Linked DNA regions of Gossypium hirsutum: region 1 is linked to region 2. A link is a contact called in public Hi-C data. All regions are on one chromosome and are shown on one strand. Each heading gives the region's core, a stretch centred on a gene start, on an enhancer-like site or on the middle of the called end of the contact. The rest is flanking DNA. Distances are from core to core; before and after follow the strand shown.

Region 1 (4,416 bases), core at 804-3,303, 510 kb after region 2:
AATACCTCTGTAATACAATCTCCATTCATCAACATCACCATCCATTTCCACCAAACATGGTGATCCAATCCCTTTACTGTCCCATCCATCCTCCATTGTTGCTAGTTTCAGCACTGCTTCATCTTCAACCCTTCTCCAATCTTTCAATCCTTCAGCTGACATTGCCAGTCCAATGCTTCTCCTCCCATCAGCACCAACACCTTCATATGCCATCACATAGTTTCTATCTTTCTTGTTCTTAACTACATAGGGATTCATTGCTCCAAGTTCATCAAAGCATCCCTTTGGCCCACCTCCCATTATCTTCCCTAGCTTTATCCATTTCATCCCATCTCTTGACCTTGCCATCCCAATAGAAAAAACCCCATTTCCCACGTCGAATGAGTGATAGTACATTCTTAGATCACCATTCCCATGGAAAACAACTTGTGGTGATGATATGAACAATGAATCCCAATCTCCCTCGGACCCTACATCAAACAATGCTCCACTATGATGCTCCCCTTCAATCCTAGCCCAATGCCTTCCATCTTGACTGATTGCCAAACCTGGTAAAGACCTCAACACTTCCCCAGTTTGGCTACTTTGATTTTCAGGGTTTTGCACTTTGAATCCTAAAGAATCAGCTGAAATATCCACCTTCTCATTGCTGTAGCCAGTGTAGTAAAGCCAATAAACAGCACTTGAGGCTCTCACTTTAGCACTAGACATGATGACTACCTCACCAGGCCTAATGCTCTGTGTGTCAAAAGCCCACCAATCATTGCCACAACTCATGACCAAACCAACATCTGCACTTGATTTCACTGCACCTTTACCTCTCTCCCAATGGACCCCATTGCTTGAAACTGCTAACCCTATGGAATCTGAACCTTGGGAATCAGTGGAAACTCCATGGTACCACATATACCATCTTTCTTCCTCATCACTAAGGAACCTTTTAACCACTGGTGAACCAATATCTGTGCAGTCCCAAGAACCAACAGGACCCAAATCAAGCACCAAACCTCTAGAAAGAGCAGAAGGGGGATTTGAAGAAGAGGGGATTTCCTCATCTGAAACAGCGCTTGATGGGTTCTCAGTGGTTAGACTGGGATTCGGTTCAAAGGTTGGATTTTGGGCAGTTTCGTTGTTAGTGTCAGTGTTTGGTTTTCTGGAACAGCGAGGGAGACAAATTGAGCTGAATCTGGTGTTGGGATTTGGGGCATAAAAGGTAAGCATGTTGAGTTTGGTCTGTGACCATGGTGAGGCCACTGTAATAGAAACAGTTGCTCTGGGGACGGTGGAAGTTGCAGGGAAGTTAATGGCTTTCATCGTAGCTGATACAGCTTCCATGGCTGGGGGAATTGTTAAAAAGATTAGGTGAGCTGTACCTTGTTGGATTACCAACCAATTACAATACCACACGTTGAATTAGCTCTCGATAGAGACAAAAAAAAAAGGGGAAGGCTTTGGTGTTTGGTCTTGACACACATTGAAGACAGGAGGGCTTGTCTTTGTTGTTTTCATAAGTGAAGAAGAAACTAATTTCCAAAGGTAAAGTCACTTCCCACATTAGTATTGGGGTTTTGGAATTTCGACCATTGCCTTCCTTTTGCCCCTTCTTTTTTCTCCTTCAGAACATGAACAGTTAAAGTTTGCCTCAGTTCTTTTAGTAAAATCTAAGATCTAAAGAGGAGATTATTTACTCTCATCTAAAGAAACATATTGGGTTTTGAGCCAAATCTTCTTTTAGTTTTGAGCCAAATCTTCTTTTAGGTTTACTTTCCCTTTTTCAATCTTTCGGCCAGTATAAGCAAAACTACGGTTTCGTTTTCAAACTACAAAAGTAAAAGATGATGCTCGATCAATAACCAATGGTGGAAATAAAGACATGTTCAACAAGTTTTCATCTGCCAAGTAATGTCTATATATAACACTACTTAACATAAAAGAAATGTCTCTAAGTCACAAGCAATATCATTGTCTCAGAGAACTATAGCTAATGATAAAAAGGGAACGGAATCTGATATGCAGTGATGAACCTCAATCTCACAAATCTTATACAGGAAAAAAAAAAGCAAGCTTATTTACAGAAAAACCACACAGAATAAGGTAACTTCACAGTTCAATGAGATATATTGCAGTTCTATCAAAATCTTCTAGAGAAATTTGGGTAGAAAATAAAAATCCCTGTAAGAGCTATTACTCAGTATACCTATCTACCACTTTAAGACCCCAACTAATGTCTTCACAATGTCTAACATGTGGAACAACTTTACCTGTGTCGATACCCTCCTTAGCTTTGCAGTCATAAAATGGTGGAGCATGGAAACAAGGCTCCATTGACATGGCACGTTGACAAGGTGGATTTGGGCTCGTTTGATTTTCGGATTTGTAAAGGATCCATGGCTTCAAACCTCCAAGACCCTGAGCTACGTACCCGAATGTAGACCATGCACTTGTGACTAACACATCAGTTAAACTAAGCAGATACATTTCAGCCAAAGCCTTCATGTTGTGCAATGGCTTTTCACTCCGCTGTTGTTCTTCATGACTTGGCTGATGAACCCCAATTATATCACCGGTCACCGTAGGGTGTTCCCAGTAAATGTTCTTCATGTTCTCATAGTATCCATAAACCAGAGAAGTCATCAAGACAGCTTTCACCTTCGGGTTTTTTGACGGATTCACAGCCAATCGTCTAGTATCCACTTCAGGCAACAACTTCTCTCCTATAGTACAAGCTGAAATTTGATCCTTCACGTATTGGTACGGGCCAGGTCCTTTATCGAAAATCCTTACCTGGATGCCAATCCTCTCATCTGCCCTGGCCAAGTATGCTTTATAATACCTTGTGACTATTCCCCACACATGATTTGAAGGGTGAAAAAGATACCTACCCAAGTGATGAAATATGGTTTCCTTGTTGGGAAACAGCTTCTTCAGTTCATCCTCAAATGATGGCATCAAAAAGAGGGATGGAACAAAATAGTTGTCTGTTTTAACAACCAACCAAGTGAACCTTTTTAACAGAGCTTGATCATCATCACAAAAGAACAGCTTATCATGATCATCATAATCATGAGCCAGATGCAGATACACATATGATGGCAATGATCCCATTGAAGCCTTTATCATGTTATTCTTAAGCAAGTTCCCATAGGATTCAGCAGACTTTTGATCAAAGCTATTGAACATTTTAGCAATCGGGAAATTCATGGGCAAAAACCATGATCTCTCTGGGAATGGCTCGCAGAACAAACTGGCCATATCGTTCCCTCGGTCCACAAGCAACACTCTTTCGGTTAAAAGAGCATAGAGAAACACTGAAGCCAGAGTCAAAATCCTGTTCCCCAACCCACTGTACCATACCCAGACAACATATTTACAGTCTGTCGTGCCAACGACATTGCTGCCGGACTTGAGTTGTTCCACTGCTTTATTGTAGGACGGAGTGTTGGGTCCGCAACGTTTATGAAGGTCCTCATATTTTCTTAGCTTAGAAACAAGGTATGGAGATGGCTTGTAAGGTAAAGCTTTGCGATATAAAATCGACTGGTATCGACTTAAACATGATTGTCCATCGAACCCATCAGCAAGCAGTCCTCCAAGCAGTTTGTCTTCAGCAATGTCAACATGTTGGAGGACATCAACTTCTGAACCAAAGATATTAAATTCAGACATGCTAATAAAATCCATACATTCCTGCAATATCACTCACTAATCACAACCAATTGATTTTCTTTGTTTTTCTGTAACATCATCTATTCACTAATATACTAAAGAAATTCTTTAAATTATTACACTTGTTAACACTGAATAGGACTATTATTTTTAAATGTTATTCATGAAAATCCTTAATCCTAACTAAAACAAAATTACTCATACATGACATTGCTAACATTTATTCATTTATACATCATATTGCCTTATTTTCGTTTAAGTTGTAAACGAACATACCCTTCTATGAATAGTTATATTCGTTTATCAAGTTAGATAAATGACCATAAGCAAGATTTTAAAGCTCGTTTATTAAATAAACCAAGCATGAAAAGGACATTATTCACTTGATCTATGTTCATAAATGAATTCATTTCTTTTTGTTTAAAGCTCGTTCAAAACTCGTTTATTATTCAATTATATAATTAATATTGATATTGTTTGTATGTTCTTTTTATCCGGTAAAAATGAACTAATGTTTATTTTATTTTTATATTATAATCAGTAATATTTATAAATATGTTTATGTATTATTCATGAATAAATTTTAATTTTTTGTATGTTGGTGAACATGTTTTTTGAATACTAATGACAAACACAAACATAATCTTAAAATTCTTAAGAAACATAAAACCAAACACAAAGAAGCTTAATAAAAACAAACATGAATAGAGGCAGGATAGTTCAAGCTCAGTTTTTTTAGAGCCCTAATTT
Region 2 (4,727 bases), core at 663-3,162:
TCGTAGAAATGAACATATTTTTCACCTTGCTTTATCTAGCAATTAGTTTCAGTCTACATTATCGAGAACTTCAGCAATATAATGAAGATAGGGCTGCTTGATTCTATTGAAGCATCCGCCGAGCAGTCCATCCACTTTAATGCCAAACACTGAGCAGAAAATGGTCACCTGAGTTATTAACACCGTGATATGCCCTTACGCCAGTTCAGTTGCCTGTTCCTATCTTGTTCTTTCTCCTCACTTATCTTTCTAGTTTCTACCAAATTTTCATTTATCAAGAGAGCAGCTAAAAACAGTTGAATCATCTTGGTTATGTTTGGCACACTGAAGATGATACTGAGCTTCAACACTGGGGCATTGTATTTGTTTCTTTTCAACCGGAACTTATGCTATTATGTTCATGTAATCTATTATACAGGCAATGCTGGCTTTGGTCTCTGCTGGACCTTCTACTGCAGCAACAATTGAATGCTTAGCACGCAAGGAAAACGGGAACGCGAACTGATAATAATTTCATCAGCCATTGCTATATCTCAAACAGCGGTGAAAGATTGAGTCTTGCATCTCCAAGTTATTGCTGGTTTTGAGACTGAATTTGTCTTCCTCTTCTAGAAGCTGGTTTGAGACTTTTACTGTCCTGGAATTATAAATTTCTTACCATTTGTGTTTCTTTAAACCGTCTATGGAAAGAAAATGGTCTAGTTTTCAAACTAGTTTGTAAAAATCTATAAAATTCGGGTCATAAGAAATGACACAGCAATTCAACCTCATTTTAGTTATAGTAACTGAAACTAGTCTCTTGGTAGCTTCAGCCTTTCTCAGATAAGTGTATGAAAAATTGCTGCAAAAGAATATAACACATGTCCTAAAAGTTGATGATATCTTAGTATTGATTGAAACTCAACATTTCCTGGTCTTACTACATCTGCATCACAATTATGGTCTCAATGAAGCAAATTGTAAATATCTCCAGCAGGCACTGCTACCATTGTTCTACCCCAATAATGCAACTAGATCATCTATGGATTTCAATGTCTTCTCGTAGTACAAGTACGATTCGTATACTTTCGGTGTGCGTACGTAATAATCGAACTACAAAAATTAAGATGAACAAAAAAAAGAAAAAACATAAGAAATTGACCTCACAAATGATTCATAGGCTGGTTTCACCAATTCATAATCTATGTACGTACCTCAGCCATGTTATCCACCAATTCATTTGCTGTTTTCACGTATTTATCTTTTCGACCTTGAGGCAATGTACTCATGGCATTCTTCAAGTCCTGAGAAAGATAAGCCTGCTTTAGTCGAATGTAAAACATGACATACCTCCATGACATGGAGTCCAACATGTCTCTCATGCTATGTAACCCCTCGGCAGTTTGTTTAATTCTGGCGGCGGCATCTTCCGGAGACAAACCGGGCTCGAAAAACCGTTCCCTGAGAAATGAATGTGTGCCCCAATTCTCTGCTACTGCTACTGGTGTGCCACTAAGCCCTAGTGCTGCTAGTGAAGTAGCAAGAAACGTTGTTACAAGTTTTCGCCGGTTGCTGATTATTACATTGTTTTGTTGGGGTTGAAACGATGCTCGGATTATGGGGAGGGAGAGTCTGCTGCAATGGTGACTTTGGGGTGTAGGGAATTTCTGGTTGACATGGATGAAGAATGTTGAATTAGTGAAGGAGGTCATGATTTTTGGATAAAAAGTGTGTGGAAAAGTTGAAGATCATTTAATGGAGCAAAATGTGAGGGTGGATTTTGGGGCAGGTTTTGATTGCTGACCGTATCGCCCCCTCATCCAACATGGACCGTAGCTTTTCGGAACTCCTTATCTTACATGAAGTTGACCCCCAAAATATATTTGCTCTAATTTTGGATTCTAGTACTGCTAAAATTTGAAATTTCCTTTCTCATTGTTTTATTTTTTTAATGTTATTATTTGTTTCAAATCCATAATATTGTTAGTTGATATAATTCATGTGATGATATAGTTTTTTTTTATTTCTATTTGATCACATAAAACTACGTGAAAATCTAATAAATTATATTTAACAAAATAAAATTATATGTGAATTAAATGCTTAAGGTTTTCCTTTTTTCTCTTTTTGGAATCTATGTAATATTTTCAAGGGATAAATTTTAAAATGATACATAAACTTAGATTCAATATATAATTTAATATGCAAATTTTAATTTGGTGTAATTATACATATGAAATTTTAATTGTTAATTCAGTCATACATATTTAAAGAAATAAATACATCAATTTATTTTTATATTGGATAAATATAATTACATGTGTGTGCAATATAAAATGTAAAATGATGCTAGATTAGTAATTGTGTTAAAAATTTGTGAGAATTGGATTAAACCAAAATTTCTTGTATAAAATTGAACAAAATCAAAATTCATGTATAAAATTGCACATTAAACTAAAGTTCATGTATAGTTTAAAGATTGACCCCTCGCTTTAATGATAATAACTAATTGTATTAAAGTAGAGAGATTGAATACCAAATTTCAACATAATTGAAGGGATAAAACAATAATTAGACTTATATTTATCTCTCTATATATCTCAAAACCGTCTTAGCCGAATTTGAAAATTTATTAATTTATAATTTAGCTTAAATTACAAATTATGTTACCTAAATTATAGATACTTAATTCTTTTGTTAGAAGTAATATCTAAATTATATATTCGTTACCTAAATTTATCTCTAATAATGAAAAAAAAACAACCGATTAAAAGTTGCCCATGGCACAAAAGCTACTTAACTATTATCATGTATTTATTTATATCAAATAATTTCAAAAAATAAAAAATGTTAAAATTAAAAAAAATATTTAAAAATTAAAAAAATCAAATTAAAAATTTATTAGAATTGGCTGATCAATTCACAGTCAATGACGGTCAACATCTGATCAACAAGTGGTGCTTATGTGACTTTGATGCCATGTTACGTTATGTGATTGATCCACGTTATTATTGATTGATTAACAGTGGACAAGTAGAAGTACCAACATAGAAAAAAAATAGTTTAGATATTATTAAAAATATATATTGAAATGAGAAAATGATTATAATTAAAATACTAATTTATTATTTAATCTTTATAATTTTAAAAAAAAATATCTAATATATTTTGTATAATTATAAATTTAAAATATATTTTATACACTTAAAATTAAAATTGCATAAAATATTAATCTTAATGGAGATTAAAAACTCATTTAAATCCAGCCCAATTCGGACCGGGCTGGAACAAGTGGGCTTTCTGGTTTGGTCATTTTATAACAAACTTTAAAATGGTTTGAATGCAGGCCTCCACAATCAAAATTGTTTCGTCTTTTCCAATACTTCAAACTTACGTTGTATACGAATGGCCATGGAAAGAATATTTACTCATTTTACGTCATTTTTTTAATCACATCAACCTATATTAAACTAAACAAGTAAATTTATCAAGTAATTTAGTAAATATAAAGTAATTTAACAAATTTTTTAATACATCAGAATTCTTATTTATAACCATGATAAATTTTAACTAAATTTATTTAACCAAATATTTTATAATATAATGAATAAAAAGGTTATATAAGTCAGTTCAAAAGTTTCTCCCAATTCGTGATTATATGTACTATAGATTATAGATTATTGTTGGGACTACAGTTGTTCAATGTTGATTGTTTGATCTTTGTTTAAACATCTTGATTGTCTATTCATTCATTTGTTTAAACAGCTGTCCAGACAAACATTTGAACAATAGTCTGGACAAAATTTCATGACAATTTAGATGAAGTTGGATGTTGGTATTGTTTACTTGAGTCTCCATGTTGTTTTTCCATAAGCAAAGGAATCCCTTGATCTATTTTATTTCATCTCAAACTGTGGTAATCAAATTTGACCAATTTTGGAAACCATGATATCAACGTGTGTTATCCTTACCATTTAAGTCTTGTTTTGTGGATGAAATTACGTGGATAATCAAGCTATATTTAGGATACATTTTGGAGACTTTTATCCCAGACTGTTATGGATCAAATTGAAGTATTTATCTCTACAATAACCGATCTAGAAGGCTGCCTCATTTGGCTTATAAATAGGCAGCAATTTGCATGTTGAAGAGGCATCTTTGAAGAGTGCTTGAGCTTATCTCTTTGATTTACTAGTCGAAATTTATTGTATTCTTGCACTTAGCACATAGGCATTATTTGTGAAAGTTGAATCTAATTGTAATTGAGATTTTGGGTGAGTGGTTGTAACAAGTTGGGACTAGTTATGGGTTACAATTTGCTTCATGTGTAAAGTAGATTGGGTTTTAGCCAATAGGTTGTTGGATCAAATGTTGAATAAATCATTCATTAAATAAGACTTGATAGAGTAGAATTGTTTTCGAACCGCGTTAACAAAATTTGAGCGTTATCTCTTCCTTTACTCTCTTTACTATTTATCTTTATCTACTATCTTATTTAAACTTGTGTCTTTGAACAAGGTGCAAACTTACTTTTCTTTCGATTATATATATACACATTAATACATAGTGTTGGTATATTTTTTGTGCATCGCCATGTTCTCATAATTTCTTATGTTCTCTTTGTGTGTAACCTTAATTAATTTCATAACCTATATAATTTGTCATAATCATTCGATTTTAATATTCTACTCATTTACTTAAGGTACTAAGATATTATTTAAATAATTACTAATAGTTGCAAATTTAGA

What was found. Hi-C and Micro-C count contacts between places; a contact is called where the count stands out from the background.
Region 1: a Hi-C map of leaf shows a contact between it and region 2, with 2.1 times the contacts expected there. The contact joins the promoter of LOC107918275 here to the promoter of LOC107918812 in region 2. A contact is called at or near these places in 2 of 34 Hi-C or Micro-C datasets (hypocotyl and leaf).

Annotation. Positions count from the first base shown.
Region 1 is chrD13:14,822,613-14,827,028 of Gossypium_hirsutum_v2.1, forward strand. LOC107918275 reads right to left here and starts at 2,054. Exons shown (of 1, transcript XM_016847797.2): 1 at 1-2,054. The coding sequence starts at 1,335. LOC107918274 (galactoside 2-alpha-L-fucosyltransferase) reads right to left here. Exons shown (of 2, transcript XM_016847796.2): 2 at 1,983-3,638. The coding sequence ends at 2,185.
Region 2 is chrD13:14,310,426-14,315,152 of Gossypium_hirsutum_v2.1, forward strand. It overlaps LOC107918812 (photosynthetic NDH subunit of lumenal location 2, chloroplastic), which reads right to left and starts at 1,913. Exons shown (of 2, transcript XM_016848399.2): 1 at 1,194-1,913; 2 at 862-1,092. The coding sequence starts at 1,691. The coding sequence ends at 994.